Linked DNA regions of Rattus norvegicus: region 2 is linked to region 1. A link is a contact called in public Hi-C data. All regions are on one chromosome and are shown on one strand. The core of a region is the stretch at or near the end of the contact, and the rest is flanking DNA. Distances in the headings are between cores, read along the strand shown.

What was found. Hi-C and Micro-C count contacts between places; a contact is called where the count stands out from the background.
Region 2: a Hi-C map of the A7r5 cell line shows a contact between it and region 1, with 3 times the contacts expected there. The contact joins the enhancer-like site here to the promoter of Spp1 in region 1. A contact is called at or near these places in 5 of 12 Hi-C or Micro-C datasets (the A7r5 cell line, the Rat2 cell line, Schwann cells and 2 more).

The regions. Positions count from the first base shown.
Region 1 is chr14:5,617,130-5,622,405 of GRCr8, forward strand. Spp1 (secreted phosphoprotein 1) reads right to left here and starts at 2,675. Exons shown (of 7, transcript NM_012881.2): 1 at 2,584-2,675; 2 at 834-901; 3 at 703-741. The coding sequence starts at 887.
Region 2 is chr14:5,699,794-5,705,069 of GRCr8, forward strand. LOC134481890 (a long non-coding RNA gene) reads left to right here. Exons shown (of 3, transcript XR_010057774.1): 2 at 698-921; 3 at 1,542-3,911. Among named protein-coding and RNA genes, the nearest start is that of Mepe, 34 kb to the right of the region's middle. Within about 2 kb of position 3,043, at least 17 of the 93 cell types and tissues checked have an H3K27ac peak or open chromatin away from gene starts, as enhancers often do. A contact at or near this core is called in the A7r5 cell line, where this site is marked.

The DNA of each region.
Region 1 (5,276 bases), core at 1,425-3,924:
CAGGCAGCCTGCTCCCGGCCCCCATCCCATCTTACTCATCCTGCGCACAGTGCTTCCTTGACTGGACCTTTCTACACTGGCCTTTATTCTGTTCATCTGGAACTGAGCCCTGTGTGCCCTTTTGTCCAAACACAAGGTCTGTGTTTGAGCAGTGTCCTTTTACCTATATGGAGGTATGGGTCTGCTAATGCTTCTGGTCTAGTGTTGACACATGTAAGGGTACTACTGGTTTGATTTCATTCTCGTTCAGGAAAACGTCAGCAAACATGCACAATAGATTAAAACAGCATAAATGGACTTTCCTTTCACGATGGACTTGGTCGTGAATATCTTGGGTGGTATTGTAAAGATCATAGTTGGAAGGTCAGCTCTGGCTGACATCTGAGTGACATTCTAAACTCAGCCTGCAGGAATTTCTGCTTCTAGGGAAACCTGCTGACTCAGGAAAGAAACTCAAGGTCCTGGGACTTGCTTTATATAAGAAGCAATAGTCTAGAACATGCTTTTATTATATTAACAGTCTATTATTGTTTATTAAAACCAACAGCCTGTTTGGTGCTGTCTCTGCCTGTAATACTAAGTACTTTGAACTACGAAGCCTGATTATATAGATGAATGGCAATAAATAAAATGCTATTCCTAGCAACCTTTGCAACTCGGGTGAACATTCTCCAGTTAAATGATCAACCCCGTGGTGCTTACCGCCTTCTCCTCTGAGCTGCCAAACTCAGCCACTTTCACCTTTAAGACAGAAAGGGGACAGGGTAATGCGTGTGAGTGAGTTGAAGTTCATTCACTGTCAAGAATTCTCTCTGAGACTCAGCTGTACTCACCGGGAGACAGGAGGCAAGGCCGAACAGGCAAAAGCAAACCACTGCCAGTCTCATGGTTGTAGTTGGTCCTGAAACATATTTTGTGAGGCACAGTTGATGTCTTTACAGGTTCAAACACACCCTTTGCACCACTGCATCGCCCCCAAACCACCAATAAGTTATGGAATCTTTCTTCAGAGAAAATTTCAGCATGGAGGCTTTTGAGCCAATATTTGTGTGTCCTTTCTTTCTCTCCACTTCTCATCCTTAGCAAGGGAGAGGGCAATTTCACAGCTCTATTTATCCGAACTTTACATCCAGAGACTCAGAGCTTATGCCCCCACTATCTGATGTCTCTAGCTCTCCACACCTAAGATCTGTTTCACAGGAATTTGGTAATTAAAACAACGACCTGCCATAAGAGTACTTTTTCCAAGGAAGAGAAATTAAAAAGAAAATAGAATGATAAAAAAATTGCTTTTTCCATTTCCCAATTTGCATTTCAAATGTGATTTTTAACCTAAGTTATTAAGAAAGTGATACAACGACGAAAGAAACAAAGGTATCTTTGAAATTAAGTAAGATATTCTATTTAGAATAAAAAAAAATCCACTGAGAGCAGAGGGTAGCTTTTCTGTGCATGATGAGAAGTCTCCATGTTATCACACAGGGACCTTAGTGGAAACTGTAAAAGCCAAGTGCAGAAGCAAGACATCGAGGAAGGCTCCTTTTTGAAGCGAGAGAGTATACGAAAACTAGCCGTATCTGGTCTAGATCAACATAGAGGGTATTTCTTTATTCATCTCCACTGTCAGCCCGCACTTTAAAATGATGCAGACATTTGTTCCAAAGATACATAGAACTTTACAGTGTGTGTGTGTGTGTGAGAGAGAGAGAGAGAGAGAGAGAGAGAGAGACAGAGAGAGATAGAGACAGAGACACACACAGAGAGAGACAGAGAGAGACAGAGACACACACACAGAGATAGAGAGAGACAGAGACAGAGAGTGACAGAGAGAGACAGAGAGGGAGGGAGAGAGGGAGAAGGGGAGAGAGAGATAGGGAGAGAGGGAGAAGGGGAGAGAGGGAGAGAGGGAGAGAGGAAGAGAGGAAGAGTGAGAGAGAGGGAGAGAGAGGGAGAGAGAGAGGGATAGAGAGAGACAGAGAGAGATAGAGACAGAGACACACACAGAGAGAGACACACAGAGAGAGACAGAGACACACACAGAGAGAGACACACAGAGAGAGACAGAGACACACACAGAGAGAGATAGAGAGAGACAGAGACAGAGAGTGACAGAGAGAGAGACAGAGAGGGAGGGAGAGAGGGAGAAGGGGAGAAAGGGAGAGAGGGAGAGAGGAAGAGAGGAAGAATGGGAGAGAGGGAGAGAGAGGGAGAGAGGAAGAATGGGAGAGAGGGGAGAGAGAGGAAGAGAGGAAGAATGGGAGAGAGAGAGAGAGGAAGAGGAAGTAATGGGAGAGGGGGAGAGAGAGAGAGAGAGAGAGAGAGAGAGAGAGAGAGAGAGAGAGAGAGAGAGAGAGAGATTAGTAGCTGTTTTCTCTGTCCTTTAGAGGGCCAACTAGATTTATTCTTAACGTCTCCATCCAACTGACTTTGAAAACAACTGGAAGCCTCCAATGTACCTGACCAGCTCATTTAAAACGACCAGACCAGTGCGAGTCAAGTACTACTGTTAAAAGAACATTCTCTGAACTCACCCTCAGAATTCAGCCAGGAGAACTGCGGCCTCACGGGCCGCTGCAGGCTTACCTTGGCTGGCTTCCTCGAGAATGCTTGCCGCAGGAGACTGCAAAGCCAAGGATGCTGAGGCTTAGCTCCTTCAGTCCTGCTGCTGGTGGCTCGGACCTCCCAGAATTTAAACGCTGTTTCAGACGGTCTCCACCAACCAGGAGGCGGAGTGATGTGTCATGAGGTTTTTGCCACGGCCGGCCCACCTGCTCCTACACTCCCCACTCTGGTTTTGCGGTTAAAAAAAAAAGGAAGAGAAGGAAACACACCAAAGCATTACTTATGAACAATGTCATTAACTACCCTTTTCGTTTATAGACTGCATTTAGAATCCTGGAAGAGCATCAGGGACCCATAAGGAAGGGAAGAGATTTTCTTTATTGTTACTGAATTAGTGGGAAAACATCAATAGAACTGAAAGGTATGGACTCTTGTCGTATCTAAGTTACAGATAAAGGACACATGGATACACCATTTGATTCTCTCAGACTTGCTGAAGACTAGAAAGCGGCTGTCTCAGCACAAATTTCAGAACCTCTTTTTTTTTTTTTTTTTTTTTTTGCCATTGTATTCAGTAGCTTAGGTTGTTTACGGTATAGTGGCTCAGTTTTGTGCTTCAAAAGATCACCGTGAGTTTGAGGCTAGCCTGGGCTACGTACTGTGTTCCAGGACAGCATGGGCAACAGAGTGAGACCTTCTCACAAAAGAAACAAAACCCCTCGGAACTAAGCAAAACAAACTAACACCTCGGTTTTGACACTCGAACTATGCCGCTATGTGCCATCTGCACAAAGCACACAGTGACCCTGAATTCCTCTCGTGCCTCCACTGACCTTTAGAGACACGAACCTCATTGCTCTGATGGGGAGCTGGGGGTGATGGTTCTCGCGCTATCTAAACTATAATGGCCACATAGAACAGAAGTGGTGGTTGCTTCTGAGAGAGCCGGCGGAAGCAAGCAGCTTGAGTGAGGCCCGAATGCCTGCTGGGCGGGGAAACTGCAGGAGTCAGACTGCCTTTCAGATTTCTGCAGTCAGTGCCCTGTGTGACCTTGCACAAGTCGCTTAGCCTATCTGCAGGACAATGAGCTAGCGTTGGTACAGTGAACAGCACCTCACGTGTTGCAATGCCCCCCTCCCCCACATGTTAAAGAACGTGTGTATTAACTGTTACTGAATGAAATCTTTAGCATGAGCAAGGAGCCGTGATTTGTAACGTCTTTGAATCGATCTTTAAGGTGTACACGTTAAAGGGTATTCTGAATATCTTTAAAGAAACAACTTATATTACCGAATTATCTTCTTTTGAGTTTTATTTCCTAGAATATATAAGGTTGGCTACTTAAGCAGGTTTTAGTATTTGTCTTAACAAAACGTTACTGAATAGTTCAGAGGTATTCAAATGGGATAAAATTATACGTGAAGCAAACTGCTTTAAATATTTAGTATTGCCCTGCAATTACTTCCTTTCTTCCATTACCTGAAATGGAGAACACAGGACTTATTACCTTACATCCCCAGTGTGAGAGGCACGCAGTAATTGAGATTAGAATTAAGTCAAACCTTTGTTGTACTAGCCATCCGTTGCCACCTACAAAATTCTGTTTTAAATATAAATATAGATTAAATAATCTTCTTCAGGGTTAGGCTGAATAGTGCAAAGCTGTTTGGAGCATTCGGGTTATCTCTTGGTGAATGCATTCTAAGTAAATTGGTGCTATTACTCTGAAGGTCATTGGTACACACTTTATTAAGACAACACCTGTGACTATCGAATATAAATCACACAAGTTATAAAGTTGCAAAAACAGGCTTCTTATTTCTTTTTTTAATAAAAAAAAAAAGTCTTTCTGCCCTTTAAGCACGACACCCACATGAGTTTGTTTTCAGCGCTGTGCAGGGAAATTCCACAAATCCTAAAGTAACGAACTGTCCACAGGGTTCACTGCAGTTTACCCTGAGCCCACAGGAATGACTCAACACGAATTATGGAGGTATAGGAGTAGATGTTGCTGGAGCTGCGCCACCTCGGAGCTGAACCATATGACCCTTCCAGGACTCTTTGTAACCCCTGAGTGCCACACGGTGGCAGCATTTCTAGAAAGGGTGACAGGCAGCCGTCAAAGGCTTCAAAGACTTTCTGGATAGAGGCAGACTGTATACACCCCGTTTCCCAGAATGCTGATTAAGGAAGTATTTCTCAGCAATGACCCAGTTGGCAGCCAGGGCCAGGGACCCTGAGAACCAAAGCACCCCTGTCCTGCTCTGTTGATGCCTTCAGCGATCCCAGGTCGACAGGACTGACTGCTTCCTACACTCACACCGGCTTTCAGTGTCTGCAACCTTGAGGTTGAGACGCTGTGTGCTGGGCGCAGTTCTGCAAAGCAGAGAAGGACAAAATGCCCTCTGGCTTGAGAAGGCACACACTGTGCTTTGACTTTCTGAATTCAACTGTGCCGCTGACATTTTTCCTGAGTGGGATTTTCCAGATGTTTAGAATTCACACATTAAATGATTTAAAGGCAGCGCTGTTGGCTCTTTTATTCCCAAGCCTCAGGCTCGGCTAACAGTTGGTAGATAGGAGCAAGGGTCTAAAATGCCCAAATTCTTTGTAAATCTTGTCAGTGGGAATCAAGACATTTAGTTCCAAAGTGTGATTCGTGATCTTAAAATGTAAATCCCATAAGAAGTTAGATAGAAACACAAAGAACACCG
Region 2 (5,276 bases), core at 1,793-4,292, 83 kb after region 1:
TGATCTACCCAGAGTTTAGAATGGTGACAGTTTTCATTGACCTTTAACCTCTTTGGCAACAATGTAACTTACACTCAGTTTCTCTTCCCCTAACAAGAATTACTCGCATCTCCTTAGTCACTGTGTGGCCCAGTTTTTATCAGCCTTCAACCGCAAATGAATTAACACTCATAGATTTCTACTAAGTTCCTTGACACCTCTGAATGAGTTCAGAGTCAATGCCCTGCTTCTCTAATAGAAGAAAAAAGTAATGTATTTATTCTTCAAGTAACAAATTAATATTTTAACTCATAGCAAGAGTTCATGAATCAATTCAAGTAGCATTCACCTCTAGGGATTTACACAGTCATAGCTGCTGTGCATTCCACTGGTTAACTATGGTATGAAACGTAGACCTACAGTATAAACAACGTTATTAAGACAGCCCGGTGTGCTCTGTCCCTCTCCGGGATTGGAGATGATTCTTAATGGATACTTGGTGTGTTGATAGTTTTTTAGAAAACTCAGGCAGACTCTAATTGGGGCAGGACTATTTTAGTCTTAACCTCTGGGTGTGAGGATCTTCCCACCTTTGTCTGTGAGCACCTGTGGACTATGTGTGTGCAATGTGTTATGTGGATGTGTGCGCATGTATACATACATATGTCAGGTGTCAGCTGTCTTTCTTAATAATCTTCCACCTTATTTCTTGAGCCAGGATCTCTCACTGAACATGGAGCTTACCAATTTGACTAGACATGCTGACCAATGTGTCCCAGATGGTTGCTTGTCGACTCCCTCAGCGTCAGTAGCAAGTATTTTATTGACGGCCATTTACTGACTGTCTCCGCCGACCAGGATCCTCTCCATGCGCTGACGTCAAACATTGTTCTTCTGTCCATCTTCCCTAATAAGTTGGACTCTTTGAAGTCCCTCTTGCAAGTATGTCTGCCTCCTTCTCAGGGCCATTGCATGTTTCCATCTTTCTGGCTGGTTTTCATTCCCCAAATCTTTCTGAAATGCTACTGAAATAAGTTGATAGGTCTCTTGTAGAAGAAATAATTAGGTACTTTTGAAGCAGAGTTGTTTGGCCTATTTTCTCAAAACTGAGAGCCAGGCTGGTAAGAAGGCTTAGAGGGTGGCCCTGGCCACCAAGCCTGCCAGCTACAGCTCAGCGCCTGGCACCTGCACAGTGATAGGAGAGAACTGCAAACTCTCTACTGGTGTCCACATGCACACTGTGGCACATGCCCCTGCACAGGCACACGTATGATAAATACCTTAATGCAAGGAGAATATTTAAAAACCCACTGAAATTCCTATATGCTAAAAACTCTACTTGAAGAAAATCATGTTTCATAGATAGATTTCCGAAAATGCATAAACAGAATGTTCATTTAAGTACTATGTATAATTTTTAAAATTTGAAAAAAAAACTCAGTATTTTTTTTATTAGCAAGAGACTGTCTAGATAATGTTTGATTCCAGACCGTAGGATTTATCCCATGGGCCGGCACCAAACCCTGACACTCTTACGGATGCCATGTTTTGCTTCCTGACAGGAACCTAGCACGGCTGTCCTCTGAGAGGCTCTACCTAGAAGCTGAGTGAGACAGATGCAGATACTCACAGCTAAGTATTGATCTGAGGTCAGGGACCCCTACGGAAGAGTTAGGGGAAGGTTGGAAGGAGCTGAAGGGGATGGCAACCCCATAGGAAGACCAACAAGACCAACAGTGTAACTAACCCAGACCACTGGGAGCTTCCTAAAACTGAGTCACCAATCAAAGAGCACACACGGAGTGGTCCAAGCCACCCCCTCTTCCTGACACATATGTTTCAGAGAGCTGCCTTGTCTGGCCTCAGTGGGAGAGGATGTGCCTAATCCTGTAGAGAGTTGATGCTTCAGAGTGTTGGAATTCCTGGTTGGGGGCAGCCTCTCAGAAGCAAAGGGGAGGAGGACATTTGGGATGTAAATAAAGAAATAATTAATAATAATATATAAAAATCCTTACAAAAGTTTGATTCCTATAATGGATCAATATGGAGCTTCTACACAGTATGAAGTAAATGCCTATGTATTAAAGCTGAGAGGTCTTTTATCAGGTAAGAAGAAGAATTGTCAGACGGTGAGTAGTATATAATTCTACAACTAACAGACAGGGATGGGAGAGAATGCAATTATTTCTTACACAACACTACAATGGGATAAATGTATCTACAGCTTTACATCAGATGGTGAGGAGGAGTTTTATGTGAGTTCAGTCTTTCCACAGGGATCTTCCTGGCGGCTGGTGTCAAATCACAAGGAAAGTCCTTCTCTTGGAGGTGCTAACTGCAATAGACCCGGGTCAGTAGGTAGCGATTCGGAATTTTATATTTTTGACCCAATGACCTCTGTCAGTGGGAAAGAGATCCAACACTGGGCAGGATACACATTATGTAACTGATCCGGGGGACTAATTGGGTCTCGCTGGATCTAATGAACAGCCTGGCAGAAGGGAGACCTGAGCTGTGCTTTGCCAGTTGGGCTGATGAGGGGTGAGAGAATTCTTCAGGTAAAGTTGACAGAATATGAACTGTGTCCTCAGACAAAGCTCTGTGGGTGCTTTTGTTAGCACAAAGACTTTTTATAAGGGAGAAATGTGGGCAAAGTCACAAAGACACGCCTACACACATAATGGAAGCCTGTTCTATAGCTATGCCACAGAAACTTGCTAAAAGATGGCCGTGAAGAATCCCTTAAAGAAGCGACTCCCTGAGCTGGATTAGACTCAGGAAAGGGTCTTGAAATCACATTGGCAAGGTCCACAGGTCTGAATAAGAAGAAAAGGAATCCCCCCTATTGGACTCCAACCCAGCAGGCTTGGAGTTACTACACACACAGGGAGACCGTAAGGGACGTCTCCTGCACTCGCGTGTCACTCTAATGAGCTGTTTTAATGAACTTCGCTGTCACTCAGCGCCTCTCATTGTCATAAATTTTCCACAGAGCAAGGAGCGCGGTCAGCTGACCGTCTTATTCATCGGGTGACGGTGTTGTTAGCTTTCCACCTTCATAATGAAATTCTCCAGTCAGCTGCGAATGAGCAGGAAGCCAGCTGCTATATTTAGCAAAGGCAAGAGAGACAAGTCTCAGGGCCCCGGGGAGAAGGAAACAGAAGCCTGGGTTTCGGTTAGCTCAGCCCGCAGCATCGCTTACGGATTTCCAGAGTTCGTCGTCGCTGGCCGAAGCAGAGGGTTTTGTTTGTTGTTTGTTTATCACAGAAAGCGAAGCCCAATAAATCAATGCTGAGGATAACCTTGTGTGTATTTGGTACCAGCTTTCTGGAAGATGTCAACTCCTTTACCTCTAAAGTCACTTCATTTCTATGACTTCCAGACACGGCAACCAGGGTCAGCGTTTTTTGAGTTGTGGTCCACAAGACTTAATGAGGTTGACAATTTGACATTTCAACTTAAAAGGATGACCCTCTAGATCAAGTAGAAATATGAACTTACATATTAGTCATTCAAACATTTCAAGTTATCGTCCCTTCCACAAGGCCACCTCCCTTCCTTCACCCTAGACTTTCCAGCTCAGGGAGGAGCAGGTATGATCTATCTCAAGTGGGTGAGTATAGCACCCAGATTCCTAACCACACCCCACTTTTGGCTCGTGTTTTTGTCAACTTGCTCCCCTAGATTCGAAATTTAAGAAGACTATTGTACCGTCAAAGTGCTCAGTTGCGGGAACAGAGAAGACATGTGACTTCTTCCTACAGCTCTCTTTTGCTGACTAAAGCACCTGGCTCTCTGCACACTCTCAACCTCTCTCTCTCTCTCAGACTCACTGACAAGAGCTTGAACTCACACACATTTCCTCGTTACTTGTATTTTTTTTCCCCTGCTGAGTGTCCATAGTAAATGACTAAATTGAAAACCAAACCAAAACAACAGACCATATTTACCCCAAGGCCAACAACTGTTAATTGATAGTTTGTCTAGTTATTAATATCTGTACGGATACCTCAGAATACTTTCAGATACAAACATATACTGTGTTGGACTGCAAATGATCCTCCTAAGCTAGGATATGTTAATTCTCCGAATCATTTCCTTTTTGGTGGACTGCAGAGTCCTGAACCTCAGGAGAGTAACGAAAAATTGGATCAAAGGAGAATGCGTTTTTAAAAGTCAGTAAAACGAGGCTAAGTCATTGACTTCGGCTTCTATTACTCTTGTGAGACCTTCAGATGTCGCTGGGGACAAACATTTTTCAATCATTACCCTGATTCTGTGAAGCCCAAAATCTTTGCTGCAGACATTTCTTCTCTTTAAATGTTTTAGCCCAAAGCGAGAGCAAGATTTGGCAGAAACATGTGGAACAGATTTTGGGTCTTATAATAGATTTAAATTATGTTTGTGAACCACTGGCAATTCCACTGTTCGTTTTACTACTGAAACCTCTTCCTTCCTTTGCAACATTGTGTGTGTGTGTGTGTGTGTGTGTGTGTGTGTGTGTGTGTGTGTGTGTGCTTTCTTAATTATAACTGGGTGTTTTTAAACAATCCACCAGGAAAGATTTGTGTCATATTTTAACATGCGTCTAACCCAAAAACAACCACTATATTTAAAAAGGGAGGGAACTCTGTGGAGCCTAGACGGATGCCAGAGTGGCATCCTCAGACTACCAAATATACAATTCTTCTCTGATTTATAAACAACTGGAGGAAGTCCCCAGAAATTCCAAATGGTTTGTTGTCCTATTATGTCCTATGTTCTTCTAGAATCCTAGCTCATGGTGAATACTTAGGAAACCTTTAGCTAAATCCACCTAGAGGAAGGATATCCTGGCTTGGGCCAGACTGTCATGGTCCTTGTGGGGTACTGGGGAGAGCAAGTAATGCTGTATTAATAACTTGTCTCATTGCTATGAGAAGATACCTGAAAAATCCACTTAATGAAAGAAAGGTCCATTGTGGCTCCCTGTTCATCACTGCAGAGGAGACAAGACACAGGAGCTCAAGGTGGCTGGCCACATTGCATCCATAGTCCGGAAGCCAAGAAAGGATCTGGTCCTCAGTCAGCTTTTTTTTAAGTAGTCTAGGACCCCAACCTATGGAATGGTAGCACCCTCAATTAGGACAGGCTTTCCCACATCAATTAACTATCAATTAACTATTCTGGGTAATCCTCCATAGGTGAAGTTTGTATATGCTCGGCCCAGGGAGTGGCACTATTTGGAGATATGACCTTGTTGGAATAGGAGTGTCACTGTGGGTGTGGACTTTAAGACCCTTATCCTATCTGCCTGG